Linked DNA regions of Mus musculus: region 1 is linked to region 2. Evidence: chromatin contacts called from public HiChIP or PLAC-seq data. All regions are on one chromosome and are shown on one strand. Each heading gives the region's core, a stretch centred on a gene start, on an enhancer-like site or on the middle of the called end of the contact. The rest is flanking DNA. Distances are from core to core; before and after follow the strand shown. Region 1 overlaps Gm39795 (a long non-coding RNA gene). Region 2 overlaps Cntrl (centriolin).

Region 1 (4,331 bases), core at 1,363-3,862, 99 kb before region 2:
GATGACAATTTGCACAGGGCCAGAAAGGAGAGGGGGCAGGAAGCTAGACACAGATGCTAATTAACTGTGGGCAGAGCACTGGAGGAGAGATTGTAGGGAGCACTGGAGGAGAGACTGTAAACACAAGGGAGGTGTTGGGGAGGGGAGGGGAGGTGATGAAAATGTTCTTTCCACTTGTGATGACTTATGCCTTTAACCCCAGCGCTCAGGAGGCAGAGGCAGGAGAATCTCTGTGAGTTCCAGGACAACCAGGTCTACAATTTGCTTAAAAAAAAAAACGTTTATGGAAATGGAAAAATATATATATATACATTTTTCTCTAATCAGTTATGTAAAATATATTTTAGGGATGTTGTTTTGGAAACAAAAGCCCTAGTGTTCGGCTGGAGAAATCAACTTTCCATTGTCAGCAACTTGAGACCCGCCTGGAGCGGCTGCCAGTAGAGAGTGGCTATGAACATGTCTGCAGACAAGGTGGGCCAGCACAATCCTTGGGGGGACCGGGTTTGGAAATTGTGCAAACTCCCAAACCTAGCCCCAGCCTTGGACTGTGTAGATCTGGGTGGGCCCAGGAACCCAATTCTAAGAATCAACCCCCAATGGGAACCACTTGGTAAAAATCATAGTTGGGAAAACTGAGGCTAAGCAGGAGAAGGGGACCTGATGGGTCTCCTTAACCAAACAGCAGGACAGCTGGGACTAGCTGGTCCCTTTCCTGTTTTCTTCTCTCCTTTCCCTCTGCCTCCTTCCTAGGGCGGGCTGCTCCTGCCATCAGCTGTGACTCAGAGTTCTGAGTCATCATGTGGCACTACAGAAGGAACTTCTTAAGAAAAACAATCCCTTACACAAAACTCCCCTGTTCTTAGGAACAGGATAGGCCCCAAGGGCTAGGAGGAGGAGAGAGAATTGGGGCAGCGTGGGAAGCCAGGACTGCCCAGACCTGACTTGAGCAGAGCCCTACACAAGGAGCCTCAGTTCCTCACCTGCAAATAAGACTTCTACTGCACACAGATACTCAGCATGCAGCGGGCATCATGACAAGAACTCTGTGTGTGTGTGTGTGTGTGTGTGTGTGTGCATGTAGAGGCTAGAGATCTTAATTTGGGGGGGGGGGCATGTTTACTCCTTGAACTGGGAGCTCACATATTGGCTCTAACAGTCTAAGCAGGAAGCCCTAGGTGATCTTCTCTCTGCTTTCCCTTCCCACCTCGCCTTGCCTCGCCTTCCCTCTCTCTCCTCCCCTCCCCTCCCCTCCCCTCCCCTCCCCTCTCCTCTCCCCTCCCCTGGACTCTGGTTATAGAGATGCCAGGGAGCCAACAGGTGTGTGGGGCCAGCACTTTACCTTCTGAGCCATCTCCTCAGCTCCATGATATGAGCCTCATAAGCACCATTTAAAACTTACGGTGCCATCATCCAGCTTCGTAGATAAGGAAACGGGCTCACAGAGCTTCAGCTGAAGACCAACCACACAATTGGGAACCTCAAATCAGAGTTTAAATTCAGGGCTACTTGATTTTTTGAAGCCTGTTACTCTGTGTGTGTCTCTCTCCCCCTCTCTGTCTCTGTCTCTGTCTCTGTCTCTCCCTCTTCCTCCCCACCCCCCCTTACAAAGCACCTACTGGCTGCTCTTGCAGAGAACCTGAGTTCAGTTCCCAGCACTAAATGGCAACTCACACCCATCATCTGTATGTAACTCCATTTGCAGGGGATGCAACGTCCTCTTGGGGTCTCCTCAGCACCAGACACACATACAGCGATGAAGAGATGCAGGTGAAACACATAAAATAAAAATACATCGCATTTATTTGTTTATTTATTTATTTTTAAGATTTTATTTACTTGCATGAGTTCTGCCGGCCAATATCGCTGTGCCACATGCATGCATTGCTCTTGGAGGCCAGAAGAGGGCATCAGAACAGGCAGAGAACAGTTTGCTGGCTAAACTGGCTAACCTGCCTGCCCCGCCTGAGCATGCTGCAGAAAGCACCCTCAAGTCCCTGCTACTTGCCATTCCTGTTAGGGCTTCTGTCCTCAGCCATGGCCGGGCAGGGCAGAAGGGAAAAGGCCTTTGACATAGGCCAGGCTAATCACACAGGCCTATAAATAGGACCCTGTGGCTTGGGCTGAAATAGCTGCGCCAGCCCCGACTCCACAGGCAGCAGAGTACAAACAGCCTCCGCCTCCTCTCCCCCACAGTTAACCGAACATTATTCACGCTCCTTGGAGGCAGCGGGTTGGAGCAAAGAGCCACACCTACCTAGAGGGAATCCTGGACCTGGGCCTAGGCTCCTTTTTTTCTGCTTCTTATTTCCATTGCTTCTGCCTGGGACTCAGTTTCCAAAACTGTGAACTAGGGAGGTCAGTTGTGAGCCTTTGGGCCCTTCCAGCCAGGATGCTCTTAGTCTGCCTGTGGCACCCTCTGCTTTTCACACCTACTTCTTTGTGCCCTGCCCCATCAATTTGGAAACTGTGTTTTATCATCGTCCTCAACCTCCTCCTCCTCATCATCATCATCATCATCTCAGTCCTGGGAACCAATCCCAGGGCCCAGCCTACCCTAGGCAAGCATTCTTATTATCTGAGCTATATCCATAGCCTCTGTTGTTGTGTTGTTTAGGATTTTTAAGAACCTAGCCATCCTGAGTGCTGAGAGCCCAGGATGAAGAGTTGAACAAGTCCTGACCAGTTCCTCCATGCTTGGCCTTGGGCCAGACACCAGTGCTAAAGGCATTTCCAACCCTCCTTTCCCCACCCCCAAATCTTCCTGGTGGCCTCTGTGAGCTCTGCTGGGAACATCTTGTTTCTGGTTCAGATTACAGACTTGTGGCCACAGAGGAGTCCCCAGTGGGCAACTTGTGACCTGGGCAGGGCCTTCACCAACGGTAAAACCAAGGCTCCCCAGCCGTCCCATGTACTTAAACCAGGCTTCTCGGCTTCTTCCCAGCCACCATCCAGCCCTAGTTCATGGGTGCAGAAAGCCAAACTGAGAGGGACTGGGGCACCTTCGGGTTAGAGAGATAGTGACTCAGACTCAGACTCAGACTCTCTCACTCCTGAATCCAGAGCTGCAGAGATCTAACTCAAGTCAGCCTAGCTGGACAGTGGGGACAGAACCCAACAAGAACAAAGAACAGAGAAGACCAGCCTGGCTATTCGCTATTCCCCTCCCCATCTCGCTCCCCCACTTTGTGTGTGTGTCTGTGTCTGAGTGTATGTTTATGTATGTATGTATGTATGTATGTATGTATGTATCTGTATAAATGTGTATATGTGTATGTCTCTGTGTGCCAATGTGTGTGTGTGTGTGTGTGTGTGTGTGTGCGCGTGTGTAGTGAAGGGAAGCGACAGGGCTTCACTGGTAACACACATTCTCTCCTACCAGCTCTCAGCATTGCCTGCTCTGACCCACCCTCCCCTTTGCCTTCCACCAATTGGCTGCTCTACAATCCCATCAATCAAATTATTCCTCTCCTTGACAGCCATCTATGCGGTGACCCAGAAAATTGAAACTAACTTTCAAGGTCTCTCTAGACATCCCTGTCACCTCCGGCCGCTCCCAACTCAGTCTCCACCCATGACTCACTTGTCCTCAGGCACATTGGGCTCCTCCAGGTGACCAGCCCCTTGCACATAATGCTCATCTCAGCCCAGTGCTAATCTCAGGGGCATGAAAAGCTGACTGGCTCCCTGGGCGTCTTGGAAGTCAGCAAATGCACCCTGGGTATCAGCCACCACTGTCTCCTCATGGATTAAAGTATCACTGCTCTTGCAGGATGGTACAGCTCACCTCTCTTTCCAGTACAGAAGTCAGCAAGGGCTGCCTAGGAAAGGGAGGGTGGGGCAAAGAACCAAGAGGATCTTGGGAAAGCGCTCATTTCCCAGGACTTCTCAACATAAGGCCTCACATGAGGAAGCACTGGGGCACTTCAATGAGGAAAACCCTAAAGCAACAACACCACATTGGGTGTGTGTGTGCGCCCGTGTGTGTCTGTATGTGTGTGTACATCTGTGTGTGTGTGTATGTGCATGTGTGCATACATGATGGTTCCACTAATAAAATTCTCCTGGTCTCCCACTGGGAAGCTCCTGAAAGCCCCCAGTAGCCTGGAGTAAAACCCACAGTCAAGGGCAGCATGGCCTTATCCCCTTGTCTGAACTTTCCCCATTCCCTCTGAGGGATGCTCTCCCTGCCTAGCCACCCTGCTGTCCTGTACTCAAGCTTTTCTGCACTGTCCACCTGCCCCACCCCCCACCCCCACCCCCGGGCACCTAAACTATCTCCTCCTCCTCAGGTGAAGAAAATCTGACTCAGTGGCAGGAATGACTATCTA
Region 2 (4,720 bases), core at 606-3,105:
AAATAAATCTTTTTTAAAAAAAAGCTAGTTCATTTAATTTTAAGAGTAGATTTTCAACCAATTCTTTTTCCTTAAGTTTATGTCTAAATTTTAAGGCTAAGAAAAAAATTAACTTGAAGAACACTCTTTACAGTCAGCTTTCACAAGTCCCACATTCCTGTTAAAGAGATACTGACAACAATAAACCCTGCCTGTGCCCGCACAGTGGCCCGGGCTGGTCAGCTGGGGTTCTGGGGTGCACACCTGTTTCTTGAGTTCCAGGTACTCCTGCTGCATCTGGCTCAGCTCCTTCATGAGGCGCCTGGCCCTCTCGTGGTTGTCCTGGGCCACCAGCTCAATTGTAGCCATTTCCTTTTGCATGCAGCTGTTCTCCTGCTTCTGCTCCTAGCATGCAGGGAGGCAAAGGACTTTGCAGACACACACGGGTTCCACACTCACCAGCAATGTAAAGACCTCAGTTTCTACAACTGTGAAATGGAGCATTCTGGAGGCAGGTGTAGTGTGACTGGGAGAATTTGAATCCAGTGTTTGAAGCCAAATCTTTAGCAGTACCTCTGACAAGTCACCTTCCCCTCCCTCAGCCCCATCAGTGACCCATGAAAGGGCAACATCCTTCAGGGGCTGTAGGGATTATCATTTATTGATTTGAGACAGGGTCTCACTGTGTAGCTCTGGTTGGCCTGGAACTCACTGTAAGACCAGGCTGGCCTCGAACTCACAGAGATCCTCCAGCCTCTGGTTTTGAGTCTGGGATTAGAGGACTGGGCCACCATGGCCAGCTTAAATCTATCTTTCCGATCATCCTGCCCAAGTCCTAGTTAAAGCACACCACCTTCTGATAACGCATCAGATTTCCTTCATACAGCAGTTCTACTAGTCCCTCCAGAGAGCGCTGGAAACAGCCACTCCTGGAAACACTGTGCACACTGCTCTGACTGATGTCATCACCACCCCACCCCTTAGGTCATGGGTAAAAGCATGGTAGACCAGGCTTCCTGGTTTTAACGCTTGATAAAAATTAATGCTGAACAAAAAGGGCAGATTGCCACAAACAGGCTGCCTGAGGCTCTGCAAAGGTGCCTACCAACCCAATGCCTAGAGCCTGCAGTGGGCTGAGCAGAGGGCAGAGCTCCCTACTGTGCTGTGCTGTCCACAGGATGGCTGCTGGCAGCCAAGACTCACTGTGTGCTTCAACAATCAATTATGACAAAATACACCAATAATAACCACTGGGGTAGGGCCTGGGTTGATGGATGATTTATTTTCTTCATAATGAAGCTGTGTATAAGAAAAATGCATGTGTCAAGTCGGGTAAACGTATTGATTTCCCTACACTCCCAGGGCAGCAAACACTCACCAGGAGGTTTTTCTCCAGCTGACTGCGCTGGATCTTCAGTGCTTCCTTTAGCCCGGCCACCTGCTTCTCTGCCTTCTTCCTTTCTGTTAAGAACTGGTTCCTCAGGAGGCTGAAGTCGGCCCTCATATCGTCAGCCTCTTTCTGCAGGGCCAGCAGCTCACCTGACTTGGCCATTAGCTGCTGCTCCCGTTCTGAAAGCTGCTGTTCTGGAATGTGAGTGTGCACACTTAGTAGGGTTGGCCGTGGCCCTGGGCCAGCTGTGGGCAGAGCCCTGTGCTCCTTAGTGCAGGCTGCCTGTTAGTGAGTGGAATGTTCCCTACTCTGCTGTTTCCCTCTAGTACTGGCTCGCACAAGTCTGCGGCCTACTCCACAGGCTCAAGAAAGTTTCGCCAAGGGAGAGCAAACTGACTCCAAAGTAAATCCAACTCTAGCTTAGCTCATGCATTCAACCTTCGGCTGCTGACACTGTGTTTCCCAATAGCTGAGGTCACTACTCCCAAATAACTTGTCCTTCAGAGACTCTAACATCCCACTGTAATGTCCTGCTTTCCTGTGCACGGTTCAAGGGCACGAAGAGACACATTGGCCAGTCTCAGGGTCAAACTTCACCATAAAGATACATTCGCCCTACCTCCCTGCGTCCTTGGCCATCCTTCCCAGGGCTGTTGCCTTCCTTCCTGCTTTGGCTCTCCTGCCTCCTCCTGGGGTGGCCAGGTCTGGGTCTTCCTCACATACTTCACCAGACGACCAGGACAGCCCCGCTCCCACCCTTCCCTGGATGGTGGCCGTGGACTTACTGGCCTGGGACAGCATCCTCTCCAGGCCCTCAATGCGCCGCTCCTCTTCCTGCAGGGTTCCCAGGCGTCCTTCAGCTGCCGACACGTCTGTGAGCAGCTGCTTCAGCCTGCTTTTCTGGTCCGTCAGCTCCTTCTCCAGCTGCCTCTGCTGCTGCTCCAGCGTCACTTTACCAGCCTCGAACTTCTGCTCCTCACGTTCTCTTTCTTTCTGGAGTTTTTGAAACATCTGAATAGAGAGACAATAACCTGAGTCGATCATTAAAAGAACAAATGTCCCAGATGATCCTCAGATTCCAGTTCCAAAGAGAGAAGCGCTTACAGAGAAGGGGAGACAGACAGACAGACAGACAGACAGACAGAACAAATGCCAGTGCCTCTGTAACGATGAAGCCACCTGGCCACTGTGAGAAGATACAGGTCGCTAATTAACTAGCATGTGGCCACTAAGCTCTTTACAGGATGAGTGCTGGATGACTTAACAACCTATCAGTTATATTAACCAAAGAGTCCCAGAGAAGGTGCACATGGGCAGTGTGACCTGGGTGGGGAGGTGGGAAGCCCAGAGCCCCGGGAAGCGAGTACCCCTCTGAGCACAGTACCATCTCCTGCTGGTCCAGCCGGAGCTTGCTCTCTCTGATCTCATCCTGGAGCTGCTGGACTTGCTGTTCCTTTGTCTCCGTCTCTTTCTGGCAGCTCTCTAACCTGGCCATCCATTTGCTGATGTCCTCCTGCAGCTGCGTCTGCTCATTGAGCAACTCGTTCTGGCACTTGGTGGTGTGGATCAGGTCCTTTAGGCAAAAGAACACACGGAAACACCTCACAGAGCCACTTCCTAAGGTGACGGTGTCAGTCCAGAGCCCACCAAGTCTGAAAAGTGCCACCTCCTTTATCCTCTCAGCAAACTTAGAGGAAGGTACCCAGGACTAGAAGTTAATTCCTGGCTTTCCTTGTCTTAGCGCCTAACAAGTAGATGGTGAGACCACAGTGAGAGCTTCCCGGCCTTGCCACCGAGGCAGGAATAAACGCTGCTCTGCAAGTAACCCAGGGCTGTCGAGAAAATGAAGGTGCTGGACTCAAGAATTAATCTGCCTTTGTTACTGTATCAAATATTCAGACAAGTTCAAAACTTAGAAAAAATTCTGAAAAAATTTTAACACAGAGAAATTTAAGAATCTAACATCTTGGGGGCTGGAGAGGTGGCTCAGTGGTTAAGAGCACTGACTGTTCTTCCAGGGGTTCTGAGTTCAATTCCCAGCAACCACATGGTGGCTCACAACCATCTGTAATGGGATCCTATACCCTCTTCTGGTGTGCCTGAAGACAAGGACAGTATACCCACATACATGAAATAAATAAATAAATCTTTAAAAAAAGACTGACATCTTAAAAGTAAACAGGTTTTTGTTCTAAAAGTTTTATGTCTTAGAAACACAGAACCCTGGAGGTACAGAAGAAAGATTAGGTGTTTCATCTCATTTGCTTGAAGTCCTCTGAAACACAAACTGTAGCCCTATTCTCACAGGCTGACTCAGAGTCACCTAGAGCAAGGTCATCAGAAGCACAGGGCCACAGCTGCTCTAGTCAACACCTGACCAGACCCTGCTCTGAATGGACAGCTGCTCTGCACACGGATCCCTACATCCCAGCATCCTCGGTAAGGCTTCTTTGAACTGCTGTTTGACTTTGGTCTAACTACTACCTTACTTCTTCTTAGCTTTGAGTAAATGAATCAAGAGCTGAAATAGATCAGAGAACCACCTAAGGACCAAAGCCTTATCTGAAGGCTGTGCTGGGTAAGGAGGCCCTCTGGTGCTGTGTGAGGGAGTGTGGGTGGTCTATGGGGCTGTGTAGACGACCTTATGATGCTGTGTGAGGAGCCCTATGAGGCTGCAGTGCGAACTGTAAAAAGCCAATTATATTTTGAGCCTTACCTGCTTTGCTAGGTCCAAATGGTCTTGGGTGCTATCCAGTTCCTCCTGCAGAGAGTTTATGGCTTCCTGTTTACCTACCAAAACATTTTCATAAAATGCTATTTGCAAGTATACATATAGCATATATGTTTACATACTGGATCCCCCTTCAAAGTACATTGGAACTGAATTTACATTTGTTTCTGTTAAATCAATGATGCCAAAAGACATCAAGGTTATATATATAACCTTGTGGGATTTAAAAAGGTTTCTATATTAAAGAATCTCATAAACATTTAACTAATAATGTTGGTGAGATGCATGGTTTAAAAACAAGTATATTTGGCCGGGCGTGGTGGCGCATGCCTTTAATCCCAGCACTTGGGAGGCAGAGGCAGGCGGATTTCTGAGTTCGAGGCCAGCCTGGTCTACAGAGTGAGTTCCAGGACAGCCAGGGCTACAGAGAAACCTTGTCTTGAAAAAACAAACAAACAAAAAAACAAAACAAGTATATTCTACATTGCTGCTGGAAACGTAAGACTTGGTACACTCTTTCATGAAGACAATGTATAGACAGCATTGCTATCTATTACTAACTATGTGATCTTGAGCAAATAGCAAGAAAACCCCCAATAGCACCATCTGTAAATAGATGA

What was found. HiChIP or PLAC-seq counts read pairs in DNA pulled down with a chosen protein or histone mark.
Region 1: a contact with region 2 is called in an HNF4G HiChIP or PLAC-seq map of pancreatic cancer cells. The contact joins two enhancer-like sites. A contact is called at or near these places in 3 of 115 datasets of contacts at active chromatin or transcription factors (embryonic stem cells, microglia and pancreatic cancer cells) and 3 of 9 other capture datasets (adipose tissue, liver and pancreatic islet).

Annotation. Positions count from the first base shown.
Region 1 is chr2:35,268,467-35,272,797 of GRCm38.p6, reverse strand. Gm39795 (a long non-coding RNA gene) reads left to right here. Exons shown (of 3, transcript XR_003954036.1): 2 at 348-474; 3 at 4,293-4,331. It also overlaps a transcript of Gsn not described here. Among named protein-coding and RNA genes, the nearest start is that of Gm39795, 3.0 kb to the left of the region's middle. Within about 2 kb of position 2,612, at least 123 of the 459 cell types and tissues checked have an H3K27ac peak or open chromatin away from gene starts, as enhancers often do. A contact at or near this core is called in adipose tissue and pancreatic cancer cells, where this site is marked.
Region 2 is chr2:35,168,681-35,173,400 of GRCm38.p6, reverse strand. It overlaps Cntrl (centriolin), which reads right to left. Exons shown (of 44, transcript NM_001379274.1): 35 at 4,086-4,159; 36 at 2,754-2,942; 37 at 2,155-2,380; 38 at 1,358-1,563; 39 at 244-384. Among named protein-coding and RNA genes, the nearest start is that of Rab14, 30 kb to the left of the region's middle. Within about 2 kb of position 1,855, at least 42 of the 459 cell types and tissues checked have an H3K27ac peak or open chromatin away from gene starts, as enhancers often do. A contact at or near this core is called in adipose tissue and pancreatic cancer cells, where this site is marked.